Regions from separate parts of the Rattus norvegicus genome. Here region 2 is linked to region 1. Evidence: chromatin contacts called from public Hi-C data. All regions are on one chromosome and are shown on one strand. The core of a region is the stretch at or near the end of the contact, and the rest is flanking DNA. Distances in the headings are between cores, read along the strand shown.

Evidence for each region. Hi-C and Micro-C count contacts between places; a contact is called where the count stands out from the background.
Region 2: a contact with region 1 is called in a Hi-C map of frontal cortex, with 2.9 times the contacts expected there. The contact joins the promoter of Rph3a here to the enhancer-like site in region 1. A contact is called at or near these places in 2 of 12 Hi-C or Micro-C datasets (frontal cortex and prefrontal cortex).

What each region holds. Positions count from the first base shown.
Region 1 is chr12:41,088,024-41,093,133 of GRCr8, reverse strand. No RefSeq gene overlaps it. Among named protein-coding and RNA genes, the nearest start is that of Ptpn11, 64 kb to the right of the region's middle. Within about 2 kb of position 2,738, at least 11 of the 93 cell types and tissues checked have an H3K27ac peak or open chromatin away from gene starts, as enhancers often do. A contact at or near this core is called in prefrontal cortex, where this site is marked.
Region 2 is chr12:41,201,980-41,207,053 of GRCr8, reverse strand. It overlaps Rph3a (rabphilin 3A), which reads right to left and starts at 3,492. Exons shown (of 22, transcript NM_133518.2): 1 at 3,341-3,492; 2 at 3,121-3,230.

The sequences.
Region 1 (5,110 bases), core at 1,489-3,988:
GAGAGAGAGAGAGAGAGAGAGAGAGAGAGAGAGAGAGAGAGAGAGAGAGAAAACAGGCATGTGCAGGCTGAGAGATAGGCTCAGTCCAGAGAACTTGCCAAGAAATCATGAGCACCTGAGGTCAGCTTCCACCTCTTGAATGCTAGAATTGCAGACATGCTCCACCATGCCCAGCAAAAGAGCAATGTTGGGGCTGGGGATTTAGCTCAGTGGTAGAGCCCTTACCTAGGAAGCGCAAGGCCCTGGGTTCGGTCCCCAGCTCCGAAAAAAAAAGAACCAAAAAAAAAAAAAAAAGCAATGTTTTCCCTGTTTTACTACATATTATTAATTTTGCCTCTGCGCATGTTTGTATGCATGCATGTATGCATTGGGCATAGTGTGCAAGCGCATGCGTGTGTGTGCCTGTGCTTGTGCATGTGTGTGTACGTCAGAGGACAACTTCAGGACAATTCTCTCCCTCCACCATGTGGGGCTCAAACTCAAGTCATTGGGTGACTTGAGTGACTTTACCTGCTGATCATCTCACCGGGCTGTATTTTCAAAATAAAGTTTTTGTTAGACATGCCGGGAGCCTCCACTTGGTTCTTTCTAGCTTTGGTTTTCTGTCCCATCCTCTTAGCTCGAGCTGGATGGAAGCGAATGATTAATAATCTGGAGAGAGAGCCGTTGGCACCATTTACCTGCCAGCTGCTATTATGCAAACATTGTCCTCTCCGTGGGGTGAACTTGCTCTACAGTGAGCGGAGAAGACCGTAGGAGGAGGAGGGTCCTAAAGCCTTGGAGCAAGCAGGGGAGCCACTTCCTGCTAGAAGTTGCTTCAGCATCTTCCTGTCACCCAGCCCATGACCAGCCCAGCCCTCCTTCTGGGGAGGCAGAAACAGGCAAGCCTACTGGGCAAGCTCTGGGCCCACGAGAGACCCTGTCTCAAAACCAAGGTGGACAGCTCCTGACACCTGATGGTCGCATGCACACACACACACACACACACACACTTTTTAATAAAAAAAAAATGCCAGGCTCAAGCTGGGGGATGAAAACAGTTGATAGAGCTGCCTCTGGCAGAAAGCGAGCCACTTGACTTTCCTCTCTCAGGGTCTGGGTTCCTTGTGCGGAAGAAGAATTAAAGTTGGATATGGTAGTACAAGCCTGTCATCCCAGCACTGAAGAGGCTGAGGCAGGAGGACAGCAAGTTTAAGAGTGGCCTAGGCTATCTACTGAGAGCCTGCCAAGAGAGGAGGAGGAGGAGGAAGAGGAAGAGGAGGAGGAGGAGGAAGAGGAGCAGGAGGAGGAGGAGGGGATGGAAGGAAGAGGAGAAGGAAAGGAGGAGAAAAGAAGGAAGAAAGGAAGAAGAAAGAAGGAAGGAAGGAAGGAAGGAAGGAAGGGAGGGAGGGAGGGAGGGAGGGAGGGAGGAAGGGATATAAGGGCCCAAAATGGCTGAAGGAAAACTCCAGACTGAGTATGCAAAGACAAAGAGATTCAGAAACATCCAGCATGCAGAGTCAACCATTCTCCAAATGAGGCATGCCGGCCTTCTTATAGGGGACCAGGGGGACTCTCCAGAAGGATTAGGTAATCTAAACTTTCACTGGTGGGTGCTAAGGGGTCACAGGCGGTCAGTGGTCTGCATTCCTGTGTCATGAACGTTTAACCACAGAATGAGATAGGGCTGCCCAGCACAGATGGCCCATCCTGAGATGAGATAGTTCCCCGCTTTTGTGGTTATCCCCAGCCTGTTTGTTGGGAGGGGTTTTATGACATTGTTCCTGGATTTCATGGTCTGTTACTGGAGCTGGTGTCTATGGTCTACTTTTCAAAATCAGAGCTGGTCTTTAAATGGAGACAAGTGGGGTTTATGTTGTCCTTTCAGAGGGAGAAAGAAGAAAAGGAAGCAGACGTAGAGGATGGGGAAAGGGGAGATTTCTCTTAGAAAGGGAAAAGGAGGAGCAGAGGAGAAGTGAAGGTGAGGAGGTGAGAAGGGGAGGAGGGAGGAAGGGGAAGGGGAGGAGGAGGGAAGGGGAGGACTTGGGGAGGGGAGGAGGAGGGGAAGAGACCCACTCTACTAGAACAATTTCATGCCTGATACTACAGCAGATTGTTAAACTCTGTGTGTTTGGGTGTTTCACTGACATGTATGTATGCACACTGTGCAGACACAAAGGAGACCAGAAACGGGGGGCATTGTATCCCCTGGACCTGAAGTTACAGACATGCTGGGAACCGAAGCCTGGTCCTCTGGAAGAGCAGCAAATGTTTTTAACTGCTGGGCCATCTCTCTAGAGTCCATACCTGGACTGTAAACCTGGTCAAAAGCCCATGGCTTGGGGTCGGGGGGCATCATCAGGACTAGGAGAATAGTACCCCACATCCATGATCATGTCACCAAATGCAGGGCACATTCACGGTACAACCACAAACTGCAATCAAGGAACTTTGTTGCAACAGCTCCCCCCATGCTCTCCCGGTGCTCGGGCAGCAGGAGCTGGAGGTAGGGGTGCTGCCAGGCACCAGCATCCGGAAGGAAGGCACCCAAGAAGCCATGAGGAACCCACTTCAGTGTGCCGAGAGCAACAGCGGAAGCTCTATGAATGAGGACGAACATGACTTTCTTCGGAGCCTGGAAATCTGTCAAGATCCAGACATCCGCAGCTCCGGAGAAGACTAATTTCAGCATCTTCCTCTTCCCGCTGCAATCTCTTCCCATGGTTACAGGGATCTGGCAAGTGCTCCGGGGTTCCACAAGCTGGCGTGATGTCTAAGAATATCTGAAGCTGCTTCCCAGGCATCTGTGGGGTTGCATGCCATGGCTGGGGTATAATTTTATTTTATTTCGATACTGTCTTCGGATCCCCGTCTGCTCTAGAAGACTGGAGAGTTGGTGAGCCACGGACACCAAATAGGCTTCGGATCCGAGGGTCACCAAGATGGCTCCAAAGCTAAAGGGACTTGTCACCAAGCCTGATGAACTGAGTTTGGGCCCCAGGATTCACACGGCAGGAGAGGACTGAGTCCCACCAATCGTCCTCTGACCTCCACACGCATGGAATGGCACATATCTGATCCCCGCCCCCACCCACGCACACACAAATGAATAAACGCAAAACCTAAGGCAAGGCGCAGAGTTCCGAGAACATTGGCTCCTCTGGCAAAGATGGGATTTGATTCCCAGAACTACACCGTGGCCCTCAACGGCCCATTAACTCCAGCTCCGAGGGATCTGACGCCCTCTTCTGGTCTCCACGGGCACTGCAGACATGTGGCAGACAAAAATGAAAATTTTAAAATAATTTTTAATTTTGTTTTTCGAGACAGGGTTTCTCTGTGTAGCCCTGGCTGTCCTGGAACTAGCTCTGTAGAGCGGGTTGGCCTCAGACCCACAGAGATTCCCCCCCGCCCCCATCTCTGCCTCCTGAGTGCTGGGATTAAAAGTAGGAGCTACCACCACCTGGCTATAGGAAGAAATTTTTAAAAATAAAAAAAGCGAGGCACAGTGGCCCTCAGGAGGCAGAGACAGACAGAGTTGGAGACCAGCCTGGTCTACATAGTGAGAGCCTGTCTCAAAACATTAATTGATTTTAACTGTGTAAAATAAGAATTCAGACCCTCACCTCCAGATGAACTGACATAGGCTTGCCCAGGATTCTCAAGAACATTTATCTCCACAGGGAAATCTGCCTGCACAGGAGAACAGATGGGTGTCCTGGCCACCTCAGGCTCAGGAAGCTGCACACTTAGGGCTGTTGCCCCATGGTAGGGTGCTTGTGCCACCTGTCCAAGGTCCCGGGTCCCACCCTTGGTGCTACAAAAGGAAGTTTTGAGCCAGGTGTGGTATTACATGCCGGGAATCCCAAGGGAATGGAGGCAGAAGGGTCAGGAGTTTAAAGTCACCCTCAGTTATTTAGTGAATTTGAGACCAGCCTAGGCCATACAAAAACCTAGTCCCAAAGTTAGAAAGAAAAAAGGAAAGAGAAGAAAGAGGGAGGAAGGGAGGAAGGGAGGGAAGGGAAGGAGGGAAGGAGGGAGAGAAGGGAAGGAGGGAGGGAGGGAGGGAAAGAGGGAAAGAGGGAAGGAGGGAGGGAGGGAGGGAAGGAGGGAAGGAGGGAAGGAGGGAGGGAGGGAGGGAAGGAGGGAAGGAGGGAAAGAGGAAGGTCAGGCAGATAGATCTCATCAAGAAGGACAGAAGGGGGCCCTGAGACCACACTGGCACAGTTTGGAATAGAGTAGCTTGGTGGAGGGTGGTCCAGTGAGCCTCCCCCAAGACCATCACCCTCTGCCTGGCTCTGCTGTGGGAAGCTGAGCCTTGTGGGTCACAGGTGGCCCTGGCAGATCCCCCTAAGCAGTGCCCGTACCTCTGCCTCTTGGCCTTCTTGACTCAGCAGCAGGTTAGGACAGCACTAGAGTTGGGAAAGGAGGAAGGAACGACCAAGTACTTCTTCCTCTGTTCCCTGCCACTCCTTCTAAACCAAAAGTCTCAGCTGAGAACATCGTCCCTGGCCCAGGAACCTCCCCCTTCAGCCAAGTGACAGAACCTACAATCACATCTTCATAGCCACACCGCGCCTCTCAAAGGCAGGAAACCTGTCTCGGGATTGAAGAGGATTTGAACCGCAAATTATTTCAAAAGTTATAATTTCAGTATAAAGCTATTCTTGCTACTGTGGTGGTGCACAGTCTTTAATCCCAGCACTGGAGAGGCAGAGGCAGGTGGATCTGAGTCCAAGGCCAGCCTGGTCTACAGGGTGAGTTTCCAAGACAGCCAGGGCACAGGCTGAGATTTGTTTGAAAGCAAAACGGAACCCGTTCTATCCAGGAAGGGGAGACATTAGACATTTGTCCTTGAACTGCAAAACAGGCTTTGAAGTATAGGGTTACTTGCTTATAACATTTTTTTTCTTTTTTCCGGAGCTGGGGACCGAACCCAGGGCCTTGCGCTCGCTAGGCAAGCGCTCTACCGCTGAGCTAAACCCCCAACCCCGCTTATAACATTTTTAAAAAGAATTATTTATTTTACATGTTGGAGTACACTGTAGCTGTCTTCAGACTCACCAGAAAAGGACATCGGATCCCATTACAGACAGTTGTGAGCCACAATGTGGTTGCTGGGAATTGAGAC
Region 2 (5,074 bases), core at 2,243-4,742, 110 kb before region 1:
AATGTCACAACCCCTCAGCCCCCAGACAGGGACATTTCTTGCTCGGAGCTAAGTAGCTGGCATGCATTAAGTTTTAACCATCCTAATACTGTCACCACCACCACCACCACCATGAGGGATGTGACAGATGAGGTAAGTGAAGTCCAGGGCTGTGAGACCACACACATAGAAAGCGCTAGAACCAAGATCTAAGCTGGCCTAGGGCCCGTGGTCTAGCCTGTGGTCTTAACTACAATACTGTTTCAGTGTGATACACCTTACAGGTGAGGCTCAGAGAGGCACCGAGGCTCAGAGGGCTTAAGAACTTGCCTGAAACCACACACCTCCAGTGACCACACTGCAGTTCCTAGACTCGAAGGAAGGGTGGGGGACAGGAAGGAAGGACTGTATCTGCAGTGTAGTCTCCTCTTCCTCCTCCTCCTCTTCCTCCTCTTCTTCCTCCTCCTCCTCCTCCTTCTCCTCCCCTGAACACATGAGCCTCTCCATCCTGGGAGGCAGCTGAATAATTCAGATGCGTCGACTCCAGCCCACCACTACTGGGTCCCGGGGTTTATTTTTATCCAAGTTCAGCCACAGCTCTTAGCAGAAATAAACCCTACTACCTCAACTCCAGCTTGTCTGCCTGTAGGACCACCCTGCCCCCGGTCCCCTGCAGGAAAAGACAGGACCATATGTTGGCTGTGTGTAGGGGAGGGGGGTGTGGGATTGACGGAAAGCCATGGTCTGTGAGTGATACAGGAAAGCGAAGGTGTTAATAAAGATTCCCATGTCCTATATAAGCCATGTCCTACAAGCCACCTCCCCCAGCAGCCACCCACCCCAAAACACACATCAGACACAGTGGCTGAGGGAACAGGGCACCAGGAGCTGCTGGGAACCCCCTTCCTCCATGCTGATGGGATAGTAGCAGCCCCAAATACAAGGATTAACTTTATCCGTCTCCAGGGCTCAGCTTCCCAACCCAAGACAGGTTTGGAGGGCATCCGTCCTTTCTACGCCGCAGGCCGGGGACCAGAAATAGGGGCTACCAGGATGTAAGGGTAAGAGAATGCCTTGATATCCATGACGGTGGATTCCAAGACCTGCTGTGTGGTTTTAGACAAGTTGCTTTCCCTCTCTGGGTCTCCCCCAGCAGTGGGATCAGAGGGAAACAATAGTAAGTCTCCCTAAAAGTATGGCCGCTCCTTGCCATAGCAGCGGCTGTAACGAAGATCTGAGGTTCTGGAAGAAGCCTGAGTCACCCAGGGCAGCTGACTCATTGCATAGATGGAGAAACTGAGGCCCAGAGAGAGAAGAGAGGCCCCGAGACTCAAGGGCCCTGATCCAAGGCCAAGAATCATTCCGGAAGGTTCTCTCACTGGTGCACCCCAATGCACCACTTCAGATGTGACAGGGAGGAGGCAGGCTCCTGGCTCCTGGCCACACCAAGGGAGATGGATGGCCAGGAAGCCTTTGTATCTGGACAGCCCGGGCCTGGGCTGGTCCAAGGAGCTGTATTGTGCTGCAGGGTTGGAAACTAGAAGTTGACTAAGGAAATGTCCCACAGTATCTGTGACACTGCCTGGGGCTCCTGGGGCTCTGTTGATCATCTCCAGGCCCCCTGCATCCTCCCCACAGCCCAGCAAGTGAAGGATTCACTCTCATTGCAACAGTGAACCTCAATGCCCGTCTCCTCCCCATTCCAAAGTCCAGCCACATTCCATTCCAACCAAAGAACATGAAAGTCCAGTATTTGAAGTATCGTCTGTGGGCAAGCCTGCAGTGTCTCACTCAAGCAAGCCAAGCTTCTTCACTTTCCATTCATGTGTATGGTTTCCCAGGGAGGCAGATTCCTCAAGGTCACCCAGATTGGCAGCCAGGTTTCGGAGGACCCTCTCCTTGGCACTGACCACCAGGCTACACTCTCCTCCTGTGTCCTGCCCACATAGGCTTGTACCCTGCGCTCCCTAGCCCCTCATGGCCCTGGGGCTGGGTGAGACCCTCTCAGCATTTCCAGATTGCTAGTCCCTGGGGCTAACCTTGTCTTCTTCTTGCCTCCCAAGTTCAACTTCCTAAAGAAATTCCAGCGGACAGAGACGGCCGAAGTGGATTGCGGGGCTAAAAATAAAGACTTTCATTTCCCCAAAAAGGTAGGAAGTAATTAAAGCAGAAAGCAGAGCAGAATCCTCTCCCATAGATCACAGATTACCGGCAAAAGCATTTTAAAAATTAAAGACTCGAGCTTTGGGACTTCGTGGTGAGGGACCTCTGCTTCCCACTGGCTAACAGGTTGGTATGGAGTTACCCCTCACTGAGATGTCAGAGAAAAAAAACTGGGATAGAGGTTACAGTTTGTCCTGGAACTGGGGACCAGGGACTGGAATGTCATGCTCCCCTTCTTCTCAGTGGGGAGACGGGCTCAGTGACAGAGTCCCTGTGCCACAGCCACATACATACCCCCCATCCAATCTCTTACAGGTGACACCACCTGTAAAAAAAAAAAAATAGAGCATCCACAGCTCGGCTCGGCAAGCAGCTGACTGCTTGACCATTCATGCCAATCGAGAAGGTGGCGCTTTCATGGATCCTCGCTTTCCCATCTCAGGACAGCTGAGTTTGCAGAACCCACCACAATTCAATTACTCAGCCAGTCCTGGCGGAGAGCCCAGTCTGAGCCCCGTCCTAAGCAAAGGCTGGCCCAGGATGCTCAGGCAAGGGTTAACCTTCTAGGCTCAGGTGACTCTCCCAACCAGGACTAAGGTGCCTACCCACCAAATCAAACACTTAGAGGCCCCCTGTGCCGTTCTGGCCATGAAGGGTTAACTCATTCAAGAGCTGCCAATCACTTTCCTCAGCTTCTGCTGCAGAGGACAAACTGAGTAGAAGCCACTCTCTTGCTCACGTCGCCTGAACAGGCGCACTCTTGCCTCCTCCCTGGGCACTGAACTAAAATCCTATTTGTCTCTGGAGTGTTGCTGATAAAAGCCTACAGAATGCAGGCAAAGAACCGTGTTCAGTTATCGCCAGCCCTACCCTCCCCGCTCCCCTCTTCCTAGCTCATACATGAACATTGCACATCTCAGTTAGGGTCCTGAGATCCCCTAGTCCATTTGCAGGACCACCACGAAGAATGTCACTCACCAAGACAACGGAGGATTGCAGCAGAAGGCGTGAGCCAAATTCTTGCCAACTCCCTGCCGGGGGGAGATGTTAAGTGCCAGCGACTTGGCTTGAAAGACCAGCAGATATGCCTGAAAGAAAATTGTGCATTTGACTCTCCCTGTCTTCCCAAAATAAAATCAAGTCACCAGCATGAATGCATGCCCCTAAATCATGCCAAAAGAAAGAAAGAAAGAAATACCCCCGTCAAAGGAGAAAACTAAGTACAGTTGGAGTCTACAACGGTGGGCAGTGATTCACTCAGACTACTCCACATGGAAGGAAGGTTTTGTAAGTCTCTCTTTCTCTCCCCTCTTCTCTTTCCTCTCTCCCTCTCTGGGCAGCGTAGGCAACTCTGGGATGCGGGCAGTAGACGAATCAATTGCTTCCCTGGTGCCCGATCCTGCTGTCACCTACTGCAAAAACCCTGTGTGATCCAGAGGGAGGGGCAGCCGCTTCCCGGCGCAGGGGAGCCCAGCTTGCCTCCCACCGCGATGCATTGTGCCGCGTTGCCTGCGGGAGGAGAGGTGGGAGGCCAGGAGGGGAGGCTGGGCGCCTGGGAACGATCCGGATTGGCAGTCAGTACCACGGACAGCACCAGGACGCAAGCGGAGGGGAAGGGCAGCCACTAACCCCAGACAGAACAGGGGAAGTTATTGGATGGCTGCAGCAGAGAAAGGAGGAGGCCAGAGTAGAGGAACCGGGACGATTCTGTCAGACTGCATACAGGCTACCTCACTGCACACTTAGGCTAATATTGTCAAATGGGCTATAACAACCCCTGATCTTCGCCGGTACCTGTGCGTCTCTCTGTGGTTTTCAGGATCATCCACATTGCTGCTGAAGTCTGCAACTCGGGCTCAGAAGGTAGCAGGAGAAAACAAGGCTAAGAAAACTAGGAGCGGGGGCTGGGGATTTAGCTCAGTGGTAGAGCGCTTACCTAGGAAGCGCAAGGCCCTGGGTTCGGTCCCCAGCTCCAAAAAAAAGAACCAAAAAAAAAAAAAAAAAAAAAAAAAAAAAGAAAACTAGGAGCGGCTGAAGGGGAGGGTGATTTGTTTAAACAACCACATCTGACAGATTTCAGGGAGTCTGGGCAACCTTAGGAATAGCGTTTAATGTTACCATGTCCCTGCCGACTGCAAACTGAAGACATGACCACCACAACTTCCTCACGGCAAAAAGAATGAGTCTAAGGTAGCAATAAGAATGCCCACACTAGGGGCTGCTCTGATTCCATGATCTATAACCCACCCTCTGATTCAAATGTTTTGACAGAGATAAAGGACTCGACAGCCAATGAGTCTGGTGCACACCAATCTGCAGCATGTGGTTGGAGTGGGATGGGGCTGGGAATTTTAGGAGTTCCAGAACAGACACGGTCCTCTGCCAAAGACCCATCCCCCCAAACCAGACTGGCTTTCTGAGGTAAAGTCACAACACGCAGGAAATAAATCACTGGAGAGGGGGGCGATACACAATGGGACTTATGTTCCCATGGCACCAGCATCCCGGCTCCCTGGTGTGATGCTTCTGCCAACTACGAGAAAGTGCTCAGGGTGGAGAAAGAACGTCAAAGCCCAAAGAAGCCAAGAGCCATTTAGAACCTCCCAGCAAAGTGAGGGGAGTCCCTCTCTTCATGTAAAGCTTCCCATGCAGGGCCCAGGGTGAGTCTTTGAGAGCTAGGATTCAAACTGTCAGGATATGAGAGACCTTTCATAGCATGGCTCTATAGATGATCCCTGTGGTGGTGTTGATGATGGTTGTGGTCATCTGGGTGATGATTATAGCATGAGGATGGTGGTGGTGGCAATGATTATAGTGGGGGTGGTGATGGTGGCCATGGTGATAATTGTTGTTGTTGGTGGTGGTGGTGTTGGTGTTGGTGTTGGTAATGGTGGTGATGGTGGCCATGGTGATAGTTGTTGTTGGTGTTGGT